7 separate regions of the Mus musculus genome follow, and all the other regions are linked to region 7. Evidence: chromatin contacts called from public ChIA-PET, HiChIP or PLAC-seq and promoter capture Hi-C data. All regions are on one chromosome and are shown on one strand. Each heading gives the region's core, a stretch centred on a gene start, on an enhancer-like site or on the middle of the called end of the contact. The rest is flanking DNA. Distances are from core to core; before and after follow the strand shown.

The links. Promoter capture Hi-C pulls out the DNA fragments that hold promoters and counts their contacts. ChIA-PET counts read pairs in DNA pulled down with a chosen protein or histone mark. HiChIP or PLAC-seq counts read pairs in DNA pulled down with a chosen protein or histone mark.
Region 1: a promoter capture Hi-C map of pre-B cells shows a contact between it and region 7, with 5 times the contacts expected there. The contact joins the promoter of Cby1 here to the promoter of Mief1 in region 7. A contact is called at or near these places in 12 of 39 promoter capture datasets (the 3T3-L1 cell line, 3T3-L1-derived adipocytes, the C10 cell line and 7 more) and 1 of 484 Hi-C or Micro-C datasets (pre-B cells).
Region 2: a contact with region 7 is called in an H3K4me3 HiChIP or PLAC-seq map of bone marrow-derived macrophages, with 4 times the contacts expected there. The contact joins the enhancer-like site here to the promoter of Mief1 in region 7. A contact is called at or near these places in 5 of 39 promoter capture datasets (the C10 cell line, cranial neural crest, liver and 1 more), 1 of 15 datasets of contacts at CTCF or cohesin (large pre-B cells), 1 of 484 Hi-C or Micro-C datasets (pre-B cells), 15 of 115 datasets of contacts at active chromatin or transcription factors (the 230-238 cell line, the SCID.adh cell line, bone marrow-derived macrophages and 11 more) and 3 of 9 other capture datasets (bone marrow-derived macrophages, macrophages and pancreatic islet).
Region 3: an H3K4me3 HiChIP or PLAC-seq map of bone marrow-derived macrophages shows a contact between it and region 7, with 5 times the contacts expected there. The contact joins the enhancer-like site here to the promoter of Mief1 in region 7. A contact is called at or near these places in 2 of 39 promoter capture datasets (cranial neural crest and embryonic stem cells), 3 of 115 datasets of contacts at active chromatin or transcription factors (bone marrow-derived macrophages, effector CD8 T cells and embryonic midbrain) and 2 of 9 other capture datasets (adipose tissue and liver).
Region 4: an H3K4me3 HiChIP or PLAC-seq map of bone marrow-derived macrophages shows a contact between it and region 7, with 5 times the contacts expected there. The contact joins the enhancer-like site here to the promoter of Mief1 in region 7. A contact is called at or near these places in 2 of 39 promoter capture datasets (cranial neural crest and hippocampal neurons) and 6 of 115 datasets of contacts at active chromatin or transcription factors (astrocytes, bone marrow-derived macrophages, embryonic forebrain and 3 more).
Region 5: an H3K4me3 HiChIP or PLAC-seq map of bone marrow-derived macrophages shows a contact between it and region 7, with 6 times the contacts expected there. The contact joins the promoter of Ddx17 here to the promoter of Mief1 in region 7. A contact is called at or near these places in 4 of 39 promoter capture datasets (erythroid cells, liver and pre-B cells), 2 of 115 datasets of contacts at active chromatin or transcription factors (bone marrow-derived macrophages and large pre-B cells) and 2 of 9 other capture datasets (adipose tissue and liver).
Region 6: an RNA polymerase II ChIA-PET map of memory CD8 T cells shows a contact between it and region 7, with 21 read pairs. The contact joins the promoter of Josd1 here to the promoter of Mief1 in region 7. A contact is called at or near these places in 7 of 39 promoter capture datasets (3T3-L1-derived adipocytes, cranial neural crest, embryonic stem cells and 3 more), 2 of 484 Hi-C or Micro-C datasets (both in embryonic stem cells), 7 of 115 datasets of contacts at active chromatin or transcription factors (the SCID.adh cell line, bone marrow-derived macrophages, embryonic stem cells and 4 more) and 2 of 9 other capture datasets (adipose tissue and liver).

Annotation. Positions count from the first base shown.
Region 1 is chr15:79,657,902-79,660,601 of GRCm38.p6, forward strand. Cby1 (chibby family member 1, beta catenin antagonist) reads left to right here and starts at 1,326. Exons shown (of 5, transcript NM_028634.3): 1 at 1,326-1,392. It overlaps Fam227a (family with sequence similarity 227, member A), which reads right to left and starts at 1,055. Exons shown (of 18, transcript NM_029407.1): 1 at 780-1,055.
Region 2 is chr15:80,791,439-80,794,138 of GRCm38.p6, forward strand. The region is part of intron 4 of Tnrc6b (trinucleotide repeat containing 6b); the gene reads left to right. Among named protein-coding and RNA genes, the nearest start is that of Tnrc6b, 81 kb to the left of the region's middle. Within about 2 kb of position 1,318, at least 24 of the 459 cell types and tissues checked have an H3K27ac peak or open chromatin away from gene starts, as enhancers often do. A contact at or near this core is called in bone marrow-derived macrophages, where this site is marked.
Region 3 is chr15:80,811,785-80,814,484 of GRCm38.p6, forward strand. All of the region lies in intron 4 of Tnrc6b (trinucleotide repeat containing 6b), which reads left to right. Among named protein-coding and RNA genes, the nearest start is that of Tnrc6b, 100 kb to the left of the region's middle. Within about 2 kb of position 1,272, at least 104 of the 459 cell types and tissues checked have an H3K27ac peak or open chromatin away from gene starts, as enhancers often do. A contact at or near this core is called in adipose tissue and bone marrow-derived macrophages, where this site is marked.
Region 4 is chr15:80,885,633-80,888,332 of GRCm38.p6, forward strand. Tnrc6b (trinucleotide repeat containing 6b) reads left to right here. Exons shown (of 25, transcript NM_144812.3): 11 at 1,327-1,401; 12 at 2,198-2,243. Among named protein-coding and RNA genes, the nearest start is that of Mir5113, 53 kb to the right of the region's middle. Within about 2 kb of position 1,334, at least 20 of the 459 cell types and tissues checked have an H3K27ac peak or open chromatin away from gene starts, as enhancers often do. A contact at or near this core is called in bone marrow-derived macrophages, where this site is marked.
Region 5 is chr15:79,545,332-79,548,031 of GRCm38.p6, forward strand. It overlaps Ddx17 (DEAD box helicase 17), which reads right to left and starts at 1,410. Exons shown (of 13, transcript NM_001040187.1): 1 at 864-1,410. The coding sequence starts at 913.
Region 6 is chr15:79,686,616-79,689,315 of GRCm38.p6, forward strand. It overlaps Josd1 (Josephin domain containing 1), which reads right to left and starts at 1,257. Exons shown (of 4, transcript NM_028792.3): 1 at 118-1,257. The coding sequence starts at 302.
Region 7 is chr15:80,232,671-80,235,370 of GRCm38.p6, forward strand. It overlaps Mief1 (mitochondrial elongation factor 1), which reads left to right and starts at 1,410. Exons shown (of 6, transcript NM_178719.5): 1 at 1,410-1,511.

The DNA.
Region 1 (2,700 bases), core at 76-2,575, 570 kb before region 7:
CAAAAGGGTAGGGGTTGAAGGCAGGCTGGGTGTGTGTCTGTAATTCCAGCACTGAGAGGCTGAGGCAGGAGGATGAGATAAGGAGTACCCAGGGAGACTTTATCTCAAAATACGAAAGGTGCTTCGGGGATAGCACCGGTAGAGGGCGCACAAGGTTTAATATCAAAAAGCTTCTAGAGCCTGGCGGTGGTGGCGGACGCCTTTAATCCCAGCACTTGGGAGGCAGGCGGATTTCTGAGTTTGAGGCCAGCCTGGTCAACAGACTGAGTTCCAGGACAGCCAGGGCTACACAGAGAAACCCTGTCTCGAAAAAAACAAACAAGCAAACAAACAAACATACAAACAAACAAACAAACAAAAAAACTTCTAGAATGATCGCAACTTTCAAATGTGTTCTGCTTTATGTTTCTGTAGCGGTTGCTACACTAGATATGGTTGATTTTGATGTGGAATTCTCTCTTCGAACGCTGTGTGGCAAAGGTGGAGGAAGACTGCTTGGAGCTGGGTCCTGTCCTTTATGGTGGGATGACCTCGTACACCCACTAGGCAGCCAAGAAACGCCTCCTGGATGGCCATTTCTTCATTTACCAAACCGAGCTACAATGTCCTTAGGACTTGAGGAATCCTGGAGCTGACTCTCCAGTTCTCTACCCCTTGTACACTGGGCAACCTTCCCTGGACCTCAGTTTCCCTTGCTTGTGGGAGTGTGGAGGAGGCAAGACTGGCAGGAGCCAGTTTGCTACTGGCAGGGAGTCGTCATATCTGTCCGTCTGTCTTACCTGAAAGCTTCGGCAGAAGCGTCAGGGCGGGTTCCGCCACCAGCCCCTCCAGTGACCGGACCAAGCTCCGGATGTCCGCCAGCATCCGCGGCCCAAGGGGCGCGGTTTGCTTTGTGGCCGGGGCGGGGGAGCTGCAGGTCGGTCCATTTTGCTACTGTGAGTCCAGCCTGGGTCACCACTTAACATTTTTAACACAACAAAGCAGCTTTCGGCCTGCTTTGTTGCCAAGGAAAACGATTACTATGACGACGGCGGCGCTGACCCGGGGACCAGACCAACGTATTTAGGGGGTCATGCCTCTCCCAGCCTATGCCACAAGGCATGTGTGTATCTCCAGAAGTCGTGCCCAAGGCATGTGTGTATCTCCAGAAGTCGTGCCCAAGGCTTTCTTCTATTCGTGAACCTTAGAGAGTCCGCAGGGGCTCCGCTGCTTCGCGGAGGCTCGTCTCGGAGCTGGCTCCCTCTGCATTCTCAGTGGTAGAAGCCAGAGAGGCTGCGCATGCGCACGATGGTTGCCCGGCGCCGGCCAATCGCGGTCGCGGCGGTTGACGCGGCCTGGGCAGATCCTTGCAGAAAGCTGCAGGCTAGCTCGGGATTCCGGCTTCGCAGACAGGTACCTCTGGGAGCGGCGGGCGGATATCCGTGCCAGTAGTGGTGGGTGGGATGCCCGGGTACCCCTGGAGAAGCGGGCAGGCTGGACCGTGGCATGCTCCGCGGGCACCTCTTGCGACGGAGACTCGGAGATGGTGTTTTGACCCCATCCTTTGAAGGTCTTCTCCTAACCCGTACAGAACTCTTTGGGTTTTGTGACCCGTGAGACTGGCTGGCTCTTAACTTTTTCGAGACACCTTTCCCTTTGAGAATCCAGTGAAAACCAAAGATGCTTCCTTCCTTTATTTTTTGTCAGAATGAAGAGAATGTATTTTATAGCCTGATGCAAACTAAAGCTTCGCACAGTAAGTGCATTTCCCTGTAAAGGGGGACAATTTGATCTACTTCTCAGGGTCATGGTGAGCATCAAATGTCCCAACAGTTTGTAAACATGAAAGCACTCTTAACCTACGAGCTGCAGGCTGTTATCATTCGTGATTATAAATAAGGGACGTCACTGGCCGGAGAAATGGATCAGAGTCTCAGAGAACTGGTTGCTGTTGCAGAGAACTGGGATTCGATTCCCAGCTCACAAACGCCAGTAACTCTAGTTGTAGAATCTGCAGACACAAGGCACGACCATGGTATCCCAGGCAAAACACTCAGACACATTAAAAACAACAGCAAACAAAGCCTTTGAGGCCCTTGGGGGATGATAAAACGTTGGACTCCCCAGAGGGTGAGCAACAGGGTTGGTTGGGAACCAAGTGCAAACCTTTAATTTTCTTGGCCCATAGTCTTCTATGAGAGAGCTTCCCTAAAGAACCCTAGGATACCTTGAACGGTGTGTGTATGTGTGTGTGTTTAAAAAAAAAAATCTGTGAAGGGGACTAGAGAAAAGGCTCAGTGAATGTGGGTACTTGCTGCTCAAGTGTGAGACCATGGATTCAAGTCCCCAACATCTCAGTTAAAAGCCTACCACAAGCCGGCGCGTGGTGGCACACGCCTTTAATCCCAGCACTCGGGAGGCAGAGGCAGGCGGATTTCTGAGTTCGAGGCCAGCCTGGTCTACAAAGTGAAGTTCCAGGACAGCCAGGGCTACACAGAGAAACCCTATCTCGAAAAACCAAAAAAAAAAAAAAAAAAAAAGCCTGCTACAAGCTCGGACCCCTGCAATGCTAACACTGTTGGTGGCGGAGACAGGATTGCTTGTGCTCGCTGGCCGCCAGTCTAGCTCCAGGTTCAGTGAGAGACCCCATCTAAAGGGAATGCAACAGGACACCTGACGTCCCCCCTCCAGACTCCGAATCTGCACACAAATATTAATAAA
Region 2 (2,700 bases), core at 68-2,567, 560 kb after region 7:
TCAAATAAAATAATCAGATGTTATCAACGCCAAAACAGAGACTATAAATCATGGAACAAATAGAGGCTAGGAATAAGCGTTCACATATATGGGTAAAAAAGCTTTGACAAAGATGCAAGAATAAAATTATAAGGCATTTCCAGAAATACCGAAAAACTGGAATATCTATGTGCAAAGTATGAGTTTTAATCCATACCTCACACACACATTTCTCAAAAGTAGTTACTCGACTGGACTGAGACTCGCTGTCTGCCTCCACCTCCCAATGTTAAGGGTGTGCATCATTATACCAGCGGATGAACAATGCCTGCGATTAAGGGTGTGCATCATTATACCCAGCAGATGAATTGTGTATATTTAATCATTCATCCCATATTCTTCCCCTGACTCCTAGATCTGCCCTGCCATTTGTTTCCAGCTTTACGCCCATTTGTGTTACCTATCAAAGCATGGATGTTGAACCATCTCCTGGAATATGGGTGACCTATGAGGGGCCACGCTGCTAAAGAAAACGAATTCTTTCCCTTCTCTAGCACCATCAACTACCAGTAGCTCCTTGGCTAGGGTGAGGGCTTGTGAGGCCTTTCCTTCTCTATGCTAGAATGTTGACAAACTTGACCTTGAGTAGATACCCTAGCTGATAGAAGTTCAAGAGTATATTGTTACAGTCATGTCCAGGAGCCACTGTTTTCCCTGATCTGCCTCTGATCTTCCCAACCTCTGCCTCTTAAAATCTTTTTACTCCCAAGATTTTCTCTGAGCCAGGAGGCTGGGGGGAGCTGTATTGTATAGATATCCTATTTATAGCTGAGAACTCTACAGACATATATTCTTTACACTTTGATTACGTATGTTTCTACATTAACCGCTGTCTACTGCACAAATGAGCTTTGAAGAGAGCTGAGAACTGTAGTACTCATGTAAGTAAAGATGCAGGTCTTTAGAGGGTAATTGATGCCATGTCAGTTTAGAAAAATAATGATAGTAGGTTAAGCCCATAGAGCCTATGGTTTCCTCAACCATAGATTCTGGATCAGTTTACAGTACCAAGTCTGTGTTTCCTCTCATAGGATGCCAGGCCTTAAACCCAACCAGAAAAGACTTGGCTACTTCTATACTATTTGTGCCACTATTTCAGCAATTCTCCTATTGTGCCAGTCTGGTCCTAATGGTAGCTTGCAAGAATCACAGGTGGGTGAGACCGTGGATGACTTTCCTTCACCAGCAGGCTGCAGAGCACCTTCTAGTACTTTGAAAGCCAGCCAGCAAGAGAAGAAACTTCCCTATAGGATCAACTTGATTTCTTCATGTCCTGTGACCAAAGTATGTGGTATATTGAGCAATAGGATCTTACCATCAAGACCTGGTGTGCAATCAAGAGCAGTGCCAGGAGCCTGTATTGTTTTGGGGGTCCTTAGGAAATCTCTGACCAACACCTCGAGGGGCAGATGTCTCTCTTAGCACTAGACCTTTTGTTTTCTTTTTGTTCTTTCTCTTTCTTTCTCTCTCTCTTTCGCTCGCTCGCTTTCTTCTTTCTTTCTTCTCTCTTTCTCTCTCTTTCTTTTTTCTTTCTTTTTCTCTTTCTTTCTCTCTCTCTTTCTTTCTTTCTCTCTCTCTCTTCTTTCTGTCTGTCTGTCTGTCTGTCTGTCTGTCTGTCTCTCTCTCTCTCTCTCTCTCTCTCTCTCTCTCTCTCTTTCTTTCTTTCTTTCTTGACAAGGTTTCTGTGTAGCCCTGGCTGTCCTGGAACTCACTCTGTAGACCAGACTGGCCTCAAACTCAGACATCCACCTGCCTCTGCCTATTGAGTGCTGGGATTAAAAGTGTGCACCGCTACCACCCATCAGTACTAGACTTTAAATTTGGCAGTCTGTAGCTTCTGGGAGGAACATTATCCTCTGTTTAGGTCATTCCAATTTCTCTTTCTCCCTCTCTTCGCCTCCCCTGCACACTTGTTCCCCCCTCCCCACAGCCCACTTACGAAACAGTAAGTTTACATTTGGGTTTTTTTTCCTGTTTTAGGTTGATTTTTATGTATATGAGCACTTGCTTGCATGTATGTATATGCACCATGCATGTACCTAGTTCCTTCAGAGGCCAGGAAGTGGTGTCAGATCACCTTGAATTGGAGTTATAGACAGTTGTAAGCCACCATGTAGATGCTGGAAACTGATCCCAGGTCCTCTGCAAGAGTAGCCAGTGCTCTTAACCACTAAATCATCTCTTTGGACCTATGGCTTTTCCAAATATCCCTAGTGTTAGATATCCTTTTCTCTTCCCTTCCTTCCCACCACTAGCCCCTCTTAACACTTCCCATAATTCCCGTTCATATGTGTTCTATGGTCACTTCTACCTTAAAATCTTTCCTCCCCTCCTCTTGGTCCCTTTCTAGTTTCCTGACTTCTGTAGCAGTCTAGAAGACTGAGCCCGGGATCTCAGGCATGCTAAGGAAAGTTGGAGGAAGATAGCACTATTTAGGGGCTGTGGCAGATCTGGAAAGTGGTAACGGAAGCAAATGGCTTTTACCCTAGAGCAGTGGGTTCTCAGCCTTCCTAATGCTGCAGTCCCTTAATACAGTTCCTCATGTGGTGCTGACCCCCAGCCATAAAATTATTTTAGTTGCTACTTAATAACTGTAATTTTGCTACTGTTATGAATCATAGTGTATTTTTGGAGATAGAGGATTGCCAAAGGGGTTATAAC
Region 3 (2,700 bases), core at 22-2,521, 580 kb after region 7:
CCTCTGCAAGAGTGTAGTGCTCTCAATCACTGAGCCTTCTCCCTCACCTAGCATCCCATTCCTAGTATTCTTCTCTAAAACTTACACTGTAGTGAAGCAAGCTGGATTTGGTATTTCCTGAGTCACCTCAATATTTTAATATGCTAGTCCCCAGCTTTAGGTGTCTTGTGTTGTCCTGGAACTTACTCTACAAACCAGGCTGGCCTCAAACTTAGAGACCCACCTGCCTCTGCCTCTGGAGTGCTGTGTGTGTGTGTGTGTGTGTGTGTGTGTGTGTGTGTGTGTGTGTGTGTGTGTGTGTGTGTGTTTGTGTGTGTGTTTGTCCCCTGGTGTTTTCCTGGAACTTACTCTACAAACCAGGCTGGCCTCAAACTTAGAGATCCACCTGCCTCTGCCTCTGGAGTGCTCTGTGTGTGTGTGTGTGTGTGTGTGTGTGTGTGTGTGTTTGTCCCCTGGCCTTTGAACTGGATTTTAAAGAAGACAATTTTGGAGCCTTGAGTGACGGTTCATGCCAGCAGTCCTAGCACTCCAGATATTGTTGCAAGAATAAGGCCTTGTCTCAAAACAAAGGGAAGGGAAAGGAAAAGAGGGAGAGGGAAAAGGGCATGCTAAACTCCCACATAAGTCACTGGTATTAAATTTGTTAAGTCAAATTCACCACGATTATCATCTCAAAGTAAACAATATTAACAAAAAATGTACAGATAATCTCAGACTAAGAGGCATACCATTAAATTGAATATAAATTTATGATATAGCAATATAAAGAAACCTACATTGCTTACTTTTTTTCTACCTTCCCTCTATTGGTCAGCATAGATGCTCAAATTTAGTATTTGGGAACTGCATCTTAATTACAGGTGAACTCAAGATGTATCACAGTTAACTATGTGCTTGGTCGTTTTATTAGCCTCACTCACAGGAATAAACCTTTTTTCAAGTTCTAGGACTCCTTTCATTCTTTCTTAGTGACTAAAATAGTGATTTCATTGAGTCACACTTAAAAAAAGTTTTTTTGAAGGAAATTACAAGCCATAGATGTAACTGTAGAACAGTGACTGCTAAGAGTACACAGTCCTCAGTGCCACAAGAACAATGCTATAGGTTTTTTTAAATTACTTTGCTCTGTCTTAAATAAACAGATAATAGGGAGCAGATAACTATTAATGTTTGTGTAAGACAGAAAGGGGGACAGTGAACCCCATTACCTATGGAGCAAGTAGAACCTAGAGAAAAATGAGGAAACTGTGGTAGAGTTGATCTGACCCGGCAAGCGGTGATTATGTAAGAATGGCAAGTGGCGGGCTGCAGCGATGACTCAGTGGGTAAGAGCACCAGCTGCTCTTCCAAAGGTCCTGAGTTCAATTCCCAGCAACCACATGGTAGCTCACATGGGATCTGATGCCCTCTTCTGGTGTGTCTAAAGACTGCTACTATGTGTTCATAGACATTACATACATACATACATCTTTAAAAAGGAGTGGCAAGTAGATTGTTAAGTCATATTACAGACATTTCTTTCTTTTTGTTTGTTTCATTTATTTTGTTTGCATGTGTGCACACAGGCAAACATATATGTCTGCCATGGCATGCATGTGGGGTCAGGGGACAACTTACAGGAGTCAATTCTAGGGATCCAACTCAGTTGGTGAGGCTTTACAGCATGTGCCTTTCCTGCTGGACTGTTTCACCAACTCAAGTTTTTATTTTTGGGACATGGTCCGTATCCCAGGCAGGGCTCCCGATTTCTTTCAGTCTCAGCTTCCTGAGTGCTAGGATTAAACACTATATCTTATGTATGGTTTAGCTGGCCTGCTTGTCAGCCTTTATGAGTTATGGATAATGGCATGGCAAAATTTCTAACATACTACGTTTTAATTTTAATTTTCACCTTCTACTGTTGTATTTTAAATGACAAAGTTTTTAATTCTGGCAACTGGACATCAATTGTCGCTGTATCCCTCTGAAAGATAAAATGTTTCTTGTATTCACTCTACTCCAGTAACTGAGGCCCTAGCTAGCAGCTCACTGGCCTACTCTGCTATGCTGACCCTATCAGCACTTGGGGGGAGGGGGTCCTTCTCAGCTACCCTAAACTTACAATCCTTCTGCCTGGCCCTTTCCAGGACTTAGGCATAAATGAGCTTCTGAAGTCAGGGCTGTTGTATGTGCAGTTGGCCCAGAGTTGGGCCAGTCACAGTGCTGGGTACCTCAGCTTTTTTCTAAGGTACTGACTGGGGCAGTGATACCTTCCTCAGGAAGTTGCTCTAGGGGTTGTCTGAGTTTGTTTTGAAGTGTTTAGCATATTGTTGGCTCTCAGTTTTTGTTTATTAGTGTTTCAGGATAGTGTTGTTGGATAGCATTGGCTATCTGGAAGAGTTGTTTAGGTTTTCTCCCTGTTCCCATTTATTTTTGAGATAGTATCTTACTTAACACTACAGATCAGGCTCCCTAGCTGGAATTTGTGAGTGACTCTCCTACCTCAGTCTCCTGAGTGCTCAGATTACAAGCATATACCACCTCAGCCAGCTAGAGCTGTGTCTTGATGTGTTTTATAATTAAAGAACAAACAACAATAACAACAACAAAAAACCCTGGATTTTGCCAGATGGTGGCACACACCTTTAATTCTAGCACTTGGGAGGCAGAGGCAGGTGGATTTCTGAGTTCAAGGACAGCCTGTTCTACAGAGCGAGGTAC
Region 4 (2,700 bases), core at 84-2,583, 650 kb after region 7:
ATGGCAACCAAGATTTGCTTAATTGGAAGTTGAATATTTCAATTCCGATACCAGTGGTTCTGACCTTCAGTACTAAGGACTTCATTTTTTTGTTGGTGGTGGTGGTGGTGTTTTTTTTGTTTTTTGTTTTTTTGAGACAGAGTTTCTCTGTGTAGCCCTGGCTGTCCTGGAGCTCACTTTGTAGACCAGGCTGGCCTCGAACTCAGAAATCCACCTGTCTCTGCCTCCCGAGTGCTGGGATTAAAGGTGTGCGCCACCACACCCAGCCTAGGACTTTTTTTAATGTGATAAAATACACAAAATGTAAAAATTGTCATCTTAACCATTTTTCAATATGCAGGTCAGTGCCACTGAGTGTGCTCACATGCAGTTTGTTTTCTTCTAACGCTGAAAGCTCTGCACTAATAAACTCACTATCTCTCATGCTTGCCAGGACTCTTCTTTAATCTTAATAAAATATATATCTATCACCATAATATATAATTAATTATTAATTTATATATTATATAATTAAAAGGTTATTTATAATTATATATTGTATCTAACATGATATAATATGCAATGTTGTAATATATAGATATATTTGTATATAAGTATATAATATTATATACACTTATTTATGGAGCAAGCTGGTTGTGGTGGCTCATATCTGTAATCACAACCCTCGAAGACAAAAGGCAAAAGGATCAAGAGTTCAAGATATTCTAGGCTTTAGTGAGTGAGGACATCCTGTCTCAACTAACACCAACAATAATAATAAGTATGACATATCATAGCACATGGAATGTTTACCTATAGAATGTGCAGGCCCACAAAGCTCATCCCCCATCCCATTAATCCCTGCCTTCCACTGTGCCAGAGCTCAAGGATAGTGGCTTCCTCCAGGCCTCTTTCTCACTGAGAACTGATGGCCTCCATGCTGTGAACCATATGAAGAGCTCTCTGGATGCATTCCACATTGCCCCCACACAGAGTGATGTTGTGTTCAAACAGGCTCCTTTCCAAACAACATGCACCAGTAGCAATTCTTTCCCTGTTACAAGCCTGCTGGGGTCACAGAAGAGCATCCTACGGGAGGTGGCAGTGGCAGTATGTAGACATCTTACACAGTCTGATACCACTTCTTTGCATGTAAAAAGTAAACTTTGTTTTTCCACTTCACTATGATAAGTAGGAGTAAAAGCATGACTGGACCTAGGGCTTACTAGTCATTTAAAGCTATCAGGTTCAGGAAGGTGAACTCTCAGCTTTGCATTTTCAGTGTGGTTTATAGTTTGGGAGGTTGTGATGAGCTCTGTGACTGAGGTCATGTGTTTCATTCTGTAGTGCTCACTAAAAGGAGGAAACAATGATTCATGGATGAATCCTCTTGCCAAACAGTTTTCAAATATGGGATTGCTGGTAAGTTTCATTTTTCTTCATGTATAAACATAATCTCAAATTTCAGGCATAGTAAGTACACATGTACAGTACAAAATTACAGATTTAAATATGGGTTAAACAGTGTTCTTGGCCCTCTGAGCTAAACAGTATTTCTATTTTATTAAGTGATATATACCAACATTAAAAGTGAATTGTCTTTGTATCTTTTCTCTTGGAAAGGTGGAAACAACAAAGACACTTAAATGGACACTTGTTACTAGTGTCTGCACATCATTTTTAAAAATAAAAATAATCAGAATCACTATACTGGGATTCATTATGTAGAGAAAAATGTGTGCTGTGTCTTTACTTTCCTTATCTCTTGGGAACACTGTGAAGACATCTGGTCATGGTTGTCAAAAGACAAATGATTTGACTACACAGTTTAAGATTTGCTCACTGACACGTCATAAGAAGATATTATCACCATTTAGCTACAACTTGTGGAGTTTGACTATGCATACTTAAGAAGCAGTTTATTTCTCCAGGCAGCTGTTGAACTTGTCCTCTGTCCATAGCTGTACTGATGTTGCTTACATGTGTAATTGACATGTGTAATTACATGTGTTAGACACTTAATTAAGCCTTGATGGCCATCAAATTGTGATTGCAAAAATGTTACAGCCTTCACTCCAGTTTCAAGGTCACGGCAGAGGCTCTTGTGGAGTGCCTATGGTCATGAGGCTCTCACATGAGCAGGAGCGCCTCTTCTCTGATGTACAACGTGTATCCTCCCTTAATCCTTACTCACTTGTGTTTGCTTTGTTTTGTTCAGAGTCAAACTGAGGATAACCCAAGCAGCAAAATGGATTTGTCTGTAGGTATGTGTCTCTACAAACAGGAGGGGAACGTGTTCACGGCTCTGCCAGGCCCTTGGCATCTCCTGCCCTGCTTGGGTTGAGGCAGATTGATAGACATGCTTGATGCTAACTGCTTTATTTTATATCAGATTTCATGCACTAAAGCAGTATAGAGGTTGAAAATTCAAATGACTGAAGTTCCAGGAGAATGTGAAGGAATGTTAAATGCTAGGTTTAACTGTGAGGAGGGTATGTCCACCTCAGAAGCCAACCTTATTCTACTACATGAAAAGTGCAAACTTCACTGCACCATCCCTTATTAGCATCCAGATTTTTTTCCCAAGTACTGGGAGCTAGATTCAGATTATTTTAATATGTCTGTGATACTAGTAAACTAGACCATCAGATTGACTCTCTGTACCCCAAGGTTTTCATCTTTGTCATACTTTTCCGTTGTGACCAGAGCAAATGCAGGGGT
Region 5 (2,700 bases), core at 160-2,659, 690 kb before region 7:
AACTGATACAAGTCTAAAACACTTCTAGAAATAACCAGTTTTCTTTTGTTTTCAATCTGTAATAATGGCCAAAACCCAATCTTTAGGAGATTTTAAGGCTAAGTCTAATAAGGATAATAATGTGGCTCCTATGTGTTATTTCCACTGGGCTTGCTTATAATCCCAAACTGCTTGGATCTTGAATAATGACCTAGGACAGAATAAAGCTTCTACAATTACGATTCCTTTACAAGGCTTATTCTGATTTTTTTTTCTTTCTACCACTGCCCTCACTTTGAACTCTGCTAACTGTTCTCTTGTTCTGATCTGTGTAGCCCAGGCTAGCTTTGAACTCCAAGCCTGACTCAGTCTCTAGTGCAGGGTGTGCCACCTCAAGGAGTTCTCTTGATTTCAACAGGCTTTGTTAGTTTCAAAAAAAAAAAAAAAAAGTCACCCGCAATTTGGATCTTTTGGAAAGCAACTCCAGCACTTCCCATTCCAATCTGATTCCACTTAACCAAAAATATAACAGAAAGGGAGTAAAACCTAGTTTAAAACCAAAAAAAGGCCTTTTCGACTCCAGTCCCTCTCTAACAGGGATGGCTAACATAGCGGAAAAGAAACGATCTCAAGCAGCTTTTCCTAGATTAAAACTTGAGCATCCGGATCCTCCCCCAGACAGACACTGCGGCCGGCCTGCAGGGATCAAATGATCAGCGAGCGGGCCAAGAGAGGCGACAAGGCTGGCCTGCCACTTCCGAGCCAGGATCGCGGTCCGCAGAGACGTCCGCCCAAGCCTGAGGCCTGCGCGCCGCCGCCATTGTACGGCGCGAGCCTCAGGGCTCTGCGGGCCACCCCGCCCCCCGCCCGCACCTCCCCCTTACCCTCCACGGTCCCTGTCACGATCCCGATCCCCAAAGCCGCCTCCACGCATGGTCCCAAACGGATAAAGATCTGGGAGCGGGGCACGGATGACCGAGCTCGGGAGGGCCTGCGGCTCGGGTCTAGTGATGACCGATGGCGGCGGCGGCGCCTCCGCTGTTGGGGCGGCGGCAGGCGCGGCGCTGTCTCGCTCCGACGCGCTGTCTCCCGTCGCAGACGCCACCGTCGCCGCCTCTCTCGTCGGAGACGGGAGCACAACTCAGAGAATCGGGGTTGTTAGGACAGTCGGGAGGTCTGGTCCCGCTCAAACCGGGCGGTGCCACGGTTGAGGCGTCTCCCTTCCTTCCCAGCAACTGCACAAAATGGCGGCGGCCGCGGAGACCGCTCCAACTTAACGCTACGCACGGCCCAGACGCTACGTAAACAGCGTCTGGAGGGCTCCGCGCGACGCCACGGACATTCTCGGAACCGCTTTACGTCGGTGACGGAGATGGGGGCCCTGGTCGGCCCACCTTAAACAAGGCAATGTGCGCAACCGGCGTAGGGTTCTCGCACCGCCAGCTCTAGAACGTTGGCTGGGGGTGGGGCGAGCCGTCGGCACGACGTCACAGTGTTGGCGTCGTTGGCCCGCCCACTATTGCGGGTCAGCGCAGTCTTCGTAGCGCATTCTGTTTCGAGAATGGACTTTTCCCGGCATTCCGAGCTCAACCCGGCGCTTGAGGCCGGCCTTGTGCAGACATAATGGTAGCACTCCACGTAGCCTTAGTCAGACTTCCGGGTCTCTGGGCAGTAGAACCCAGAGAGTCTTGAGGCCGCTTTCTTGGTTCCAACGTCCCAACGCCGTGTGCCCCAAGCTGGCCACACAGCCCGGCGCCATTTCTTTCCCGTCGCTTTTCGCCGCGCTGGCGCCGCAGCCATGTTGGATGCGTCGTGTCGCTCTCTTTCAGCGGCCAACAGCCTGGCTGGGCCAAAAGACACCCTGTGTTTCCCGCGTTTCTTACTGAGGTGCTATTTTCCGAACAAAGGGTTGGCACCTTTTCCTCTGGCCGTAGTTGACGCAGAGGCCACACCTTCCCAGAGTCCTTTCTGAGGTGGGCGCCTTGGACCTTAGCCACCATGAAAATGGGTGCCTTACCCGGGTGCCCCACTGCAGAAGCGGTGGGTTTGACAGGCTAGGATTTGCAAACCCTATCCGGGGAGGGCAGGCTGGGCTAGGCCGCCGGTGCCACCCAACTCCTAGATTGCTTTCTTTGGCTCGCCATCCCTGCGCACTGCCAAGCCACACAAACTTGGACATAGTTGCTTTACTAAATTGTGGAACTGCTGGGTTCCTTGAGACCTCTAGGCTCATTTCTACCGCCGCGGAGAATGGAGGCCGGCAGACTGGAGGCTTAGTCTTGTCTCATGTCCTGAGTGTTGCTTAGGTTAGGAAAGCCAGGAGAGTAAAGAGGCGTCTTGAGAAACGGTTCATTTGTCACTTCGGCCATGGAGAGCCAGGCATTGTGCTAGTTGCTGGGACACTGGGGATCCAACACGTTCCTTGGCACAGAGCTTTATTCTCTAGAGACGGAGAGGAGACAGATGACAAATGTGTATGTTAGACTTTTGCTGACTTGGAAAAGAAAATGGTGTTGAGGCTGTGGAACAGTGCTTGCTGACCGTGACTGAAGCCCTGGATTCAACACCCAGCACCTCCAAGAACAACAGCAAAAAAACACTAAAGGGAAGGCCATACTTTAATTCCAGCACTCGTGGGTGAATCTCTTGAGTTAAACGCCAGCTTGGTCTACCAAGTGAGTTCCAGAATAGCCAGGGTGACACAAAGAAACCCTCTCTCAA
Region 6 (2,700 bases), core at 7-2,506, 550 kb before region 7:
CTAAATTCCAAACCTGTAGGTTTGAAGGTTTCTGTCCCCGAGACACTGCACCACCCACACAAACTCAGAAATACCAAGAAGTGGGGGGGATCGAGATGCCAAGCAGGGGAGTCCTACCTCTGGAAAATCTCCTGCAGCGTTTCCCGCGTGAAGGCGTTGCTGTCCTGGAAGACGTTGTTGAGAGCATGAAGAGCACAGAGCTCCCTGCGCTGCTTCTCATGGTAGATTTGTGGGGGCGCTGCTTGGGGAAGGTCCGAGGATTCAGCTTTGGCCTTGTCTCCTTTCCATGGCACGCAACTCATGTTTTTCGATTTAGGTTCCAGGCAGAGCCGCTAAACACTCCGCTCCTTCCCTCCTGAGGAAAGTCTAGGTTTCTGTCTTCGGATTCCTGAGATTCACCTATTTATTCTCTGGTGTTCATGATTTATGCTTTGTCACTGGGAGGAAAGGTTGGAATCAAAAGGGACAAAAAAAAAAATCTACCTTTTTCTGTCTTCTCGATAGGAAAAAATAACTTTTGGATTAGTTTATTTAGCCAACACTTTCAAAGTGTAGAATTAACAAAGAAAAAAAAAACATATAAAACGTAGGATTCCTCCCTTTGGCTGCCGCCTTCCCCTCCCACCCCCTTTGGAAAAAAAGAAACACCACGCTTTCCTGGCCGTGTTTTCCTCTCTGCAGATGCCAACTAGGCCTCAATGCAGGAGGGCAGAACCGAAGGGGTCACATCGCTCCTTTTCTTCCATTTCGTCCGAATCACAACACCACAGGCTCCGAAGACCGGGTTGGGTGGCGGAGAAAAGGCCCAATGCCAAGAGCTAGCGAGGATCGGAGGGCGTGAGGTCGCGGGCCGCGCGGGGGCTCCGGGGATAGCGCTCCATGACCGCCAGCGGACTGGCGGACTCGGCCCAGCGGAGGAGCCGCTTCGCCTCGGCGCGGGAGGAGCCGCGGAAAGGGGAACGGCAGCCCGGGCGCCGCCGCGGGGAGGTCCCGCCTGGCCCGCGAGGGTGCGGCCGGACGCCTTGCCTCGCCCGGTGCAGCCTTGGCCCACCGGGCTGACCGTCCCCGCAGCGACCTCCTGCTGTCACGTGAGGCCAGTCCCGGGCTCCTTCCCGCTGCCTGCCCGGCGGGGACTGTTCGTCTCCCCGACGCCGCCACCTGGAGCTTGCGGGCCGCCACCTGGCCCACGCGCGGACAAGCAGGCGGCGGAGCGGGCGGGCACGCGCACCTGAGCCCGACGTCAGCGGCGTTCACTCCGCGCGCGCCCCAGACACGCCCCCGCGCTGACCCCGCCTGCCAACCTCGCGTCACCCCTGACGTTGTGTGACGTAGCCAACGCGGGCTGTTGGTCCGGTGGAGGTGCTTAGAGGTCGCGGAGCCGTTGTGCAGGGTTGTGGAGCTCCGCGGTAGCGGGGGAGGTCGACTTGTCGCTTCGCCGCAGCTCCGCCCCGGCGCCCACTCCCGCCTGGACGCCGCAGGGCCCTCCTCCCGGCAGAGTGCTTTCTTGAGCCCGGGCAGCGGCTGCCCTGGCCCACTTATGTTCATCAGATTTCCTAACACTTTACCGACGCGGTCGGGCGTAATCTTGGTTGGTGAACCCGACCGCCTCCAGTTTTCTTTGAGAGCTGAGGGCAAGACTCTCGCCGGGAGTCATATTTCAAATGGAAACCTGAGTTCTATTTCAGATCCTTGGTGTCGTATTCCAGTTCACTTCACACAAACCACTGCCCTTTTGATCAGCAACCTTCTCTTGATGGCTGTCACAAGCCTTCCTTTCTGTGTTTTCTTTTCCCTTCTGATCCTTCTTTTTAGACGTGTGTGTGTGTGCGCGTGTGTGTTCTCTAGTTCAGCTGGTCTCAAACTCATTACGTAACCAAGAATGTCCAATTTGTTCAGGGCAAGGGATCGAACCTTGGTAAATGCAAGACAAGCACTCTACCAACTAGAGCTCCGTATTTTGAGTTTAGCTGAGTACATTGTGTCCAAAGGCAGACTATTTACAGTTTCCCATGGGTTTAAATTAAGTCACTGTTTCTAACTTGCCTTCCTATCGGATTTTTGTTAGGGAAAACAACAGATTTGCACTTTCAAAGTAATGGTTTCTCTAATCCTCATGATCACCCCAATCAACAGTATTGTGCAACACATCTGAGAGATTACCACATGATAGGGCATCCTCTACCTAGACTACTTTTGAATTATCTTTTTGTGTGTGTGTGTGTGTAATGTGTAAACTACCAAACTGTTACAGTGTATTTACATAGGATTTATCTCCTAGGGACTTGCTGTTCAACCAGAATTATTGTAAACATCTATTAATTAACTGATGAGTAATTAATTATTGTTAAGCAAATTAGACTTTTTTTTTCTTTTTCAGGGAGAAAAATACAGCCCAAAGAAGTCGATCAAGTTGTTTGAAATCATTATGTCTATAGTGAATTAAGGGTTTGAGCTTGGACCAAATTGTTTTCAGAAAGAGAATGTAAAGATGATTAGGAATTACCTCTCAACTGTTACTTTTTATATTTATTCTCCAAAACATTCAATTCGAAAAGCAAGTATTCAGAATATATATCCTTTCTAGGCAAAGTCCTATAGTGAGAAGGACAGTCTTTCCCCCCAGCCAGATAGCAATGTATTCTGAAACTGAACTTTTTCTGGCCATACAATGCTAAATAGCAATCGAAGCAATAGAATTAA
Region 7 (2,700 bases), core at 160-2,659:
TTCAGTTGAGGAAATGCCTCCATGAGATCCAACTGTAAGGCATTTTCTCAATTAGTGATCAAGGGGGAAAGGCCCTTGTGGGTGGGACCATCTCAGGGCTGGTAGTCTTGGTTCTATAAGAAAGCGGGCTGAGCAAGCCAGGGGAGGCAAGCTAGTACAGAACATCCCTCCATGGCCTCTGCATCAGCTCCTGCTCCCTGACCTGCTTGAGTTCCAGTCCTGACTTCCTTGGTGATGAACAGCAGTATGGAAGTGTAAGCCAAATAAACCCTTTCCTCCCCAACTTGCTTCTTGGTCATGATGTTTGTGCAGGAATAGAAACCCTGACTAAGACACAGTCCATCCATTCACCAGTGAAATGCCTACTGTACCTGAACCTGTGCCCTGGGTAAATGAATGTTCCCCTTGAGCTGCAATTCCTATAAGGTCCTGTTTCCTTATGATGTGAGTTGATAGTTATGTCCAGTCCTGTACCCAGTCCAGAGGATCCCAGATTGCCCATGCTCTGTGAAACCTGGCTGAACCCTGAGGTTTGCATCAGTGTCTCGGCTGGCTGGTCTCTGGTCTCCAAAACACCACAGATATGTGGGGGCTGGAAGACACTTTAATGTTTAGCCCCCATTATACTGGGAGCATGGGGCAGGAGTGGGGTGAGTGTGGGAAGGTTAGTGAATCTGGAAAAGGTAATCCTGACATCCGAGACTCTGTGTGTGAGTGGGTAATCCTAAGGTCTCCCCCAGAGGGTCTCCTTGTCCTTTACGAGTGGAAAACTCGTCTACTTAGGAGACTGTCCCGAGGGATAGGTTACCCGGTCTTCTAGCTGGAAATTTCACAAACTAGATTTATTTGGGTCACAAACTTCTTTCTTTAAAAAGCAAAGTAGGGCGGCCTAAAAGAATGGAAAGCCACACACTTTGGAGGAATACTGAGCTTGGACCCACTGTGAGCCTCTGCAGGGCTCAGCTTTCAGTGCAAATGACCCTGCCTCCCTCGGCCTCGATTTTCCCAAGTGTAACACTGGAATGCTGAAGTCTACCAAACAGAGAGGTTGGGTTGGACAAAATGCAGTGTGTCAAGTAATCAATTCAGTGTGGTCAGAGCCTCTCGCAGGCCAGACGTAGGCAGCAGGTGGAGGGCGACGACTTGCGGCTCCTCCCTTAAGCCACACCCAGCCAGCACTGAGTTTACACAGAGACTGCACAGTAACGCTTTCGGAGGAGGGGCCGTGGAGCTAGGTAACGTCACCTAGGAGGCGGGGCTGCGTCTGTGGGCGGGGCCCCACGACGGGCAGCGCTGGACTAAGTTCCGGGCTCCGCCTCCGGAGGGAGGCTACGGAGGGGCCGACCGGAAGTGCTTCCGCCTCCGCCCGCCTCCGCGCTCCCTGTCGCGTCTCCGTCGGCCCCGCGAGCGAGGTCGTGCCCCGGAAGTAGAGGGGCCATGTTGATGGGTGACCCGGAGAGAGGTACTGGGCGAGTGGCGAGTCCTGAGGAAAGGTAGCGCGTGGTCCGCGGGTGAGTGAGGGAGCGAATGAGGGCGGCCGGGGATCGCCCGTTTGAGCTCGGGCCAGTTTGGGGGCTACCGGCTCCCACCGGGGCCTCCAAGCTTCGCCCCGCCCCGCCTCAAGACCCGGTTGCCTCAAGCCACAGAGCCAGCCTGGCCCCGGGGTCTGCGTTCCCGTCCTCTGGGCGTTGTACCCCGATCGGAGCCCGTAGTCAGTCACTCAGCGACCTCGTTCCAGCCCCTGCGTGACGTTCTCCTTCCAGCCCTCCGTTGTTTTTCTGCATCTTTTGCATCCCGGAAGACCCTCAGGGCCAAAGGGGAGCTGTTCTGCAGTTGAGGAAAAAGGGACAGCGGTGGCTTGCCCCGGTTCGCGCTGGAAGTTAGCAAGGTCAGAGGCTACTGCTTCTGTCTTGGAGCCCAAAGTTCAGATCATTTTTTGTTTTTCATCCAGGAACTCCCTTCACCCCTGAAACACATACAGGCTCATACAACAACTGTTTCTTCCTCATAGGGTTATGGGGAGGATTCCTCCTTCCAGCCTAGTTTTGAGGTTGGTGAGCCCTGGGCCCTGTGCTGGCAAAGTTTGCTGAACGCCCTGAAGTGCACACATGTAAGACACCCCCCCCCCCCGCCCCCACCTCATTCCAGCGAGTTAGGGTCTGGATTGTTTTGGTGAGTGGGCAAATCACTTCCTTTTGGGAATGATGTCACATACTTGGCACACATCTTTCATCTCAGCTCTCAGGAGGCAGAGACAGGAGGATTTCAGAGTTTGAGGGCAGCCTGCTTTACAGAGTGAGTTCTAGGACAGCCAGAGCTCCGTAGAGAGGCCCTGCATCAGGAAACCAAATTAAACAAAAGCAAAAGAAAGCAAAAACAGAAAGAATAAAAAGAAAGAAAGAAAGAAAGAAAGAAGAGATAGAGTGATGTCTCTGTGGTTAAGAGCACTGGCTGCTTTTCAGAGGACCCAGGCTCAATTTCCAGCACTTCTGTGGTGGCTCACAACTGTATATATTATAACTCCAGTCTAAGGATATGACAGTGTTACACTCTCAAGGCAAACTGGCATGTAGACAAACATGCAGGCAAATACCCATACAGAAAAAAGTAAAAAAGTAATTAAAACAATAAGGCCAATCAGCGTGATGCTGCTTATATGGTGGTACCAGGATCCAGATATAAATCCTGGTCTTTAACTAC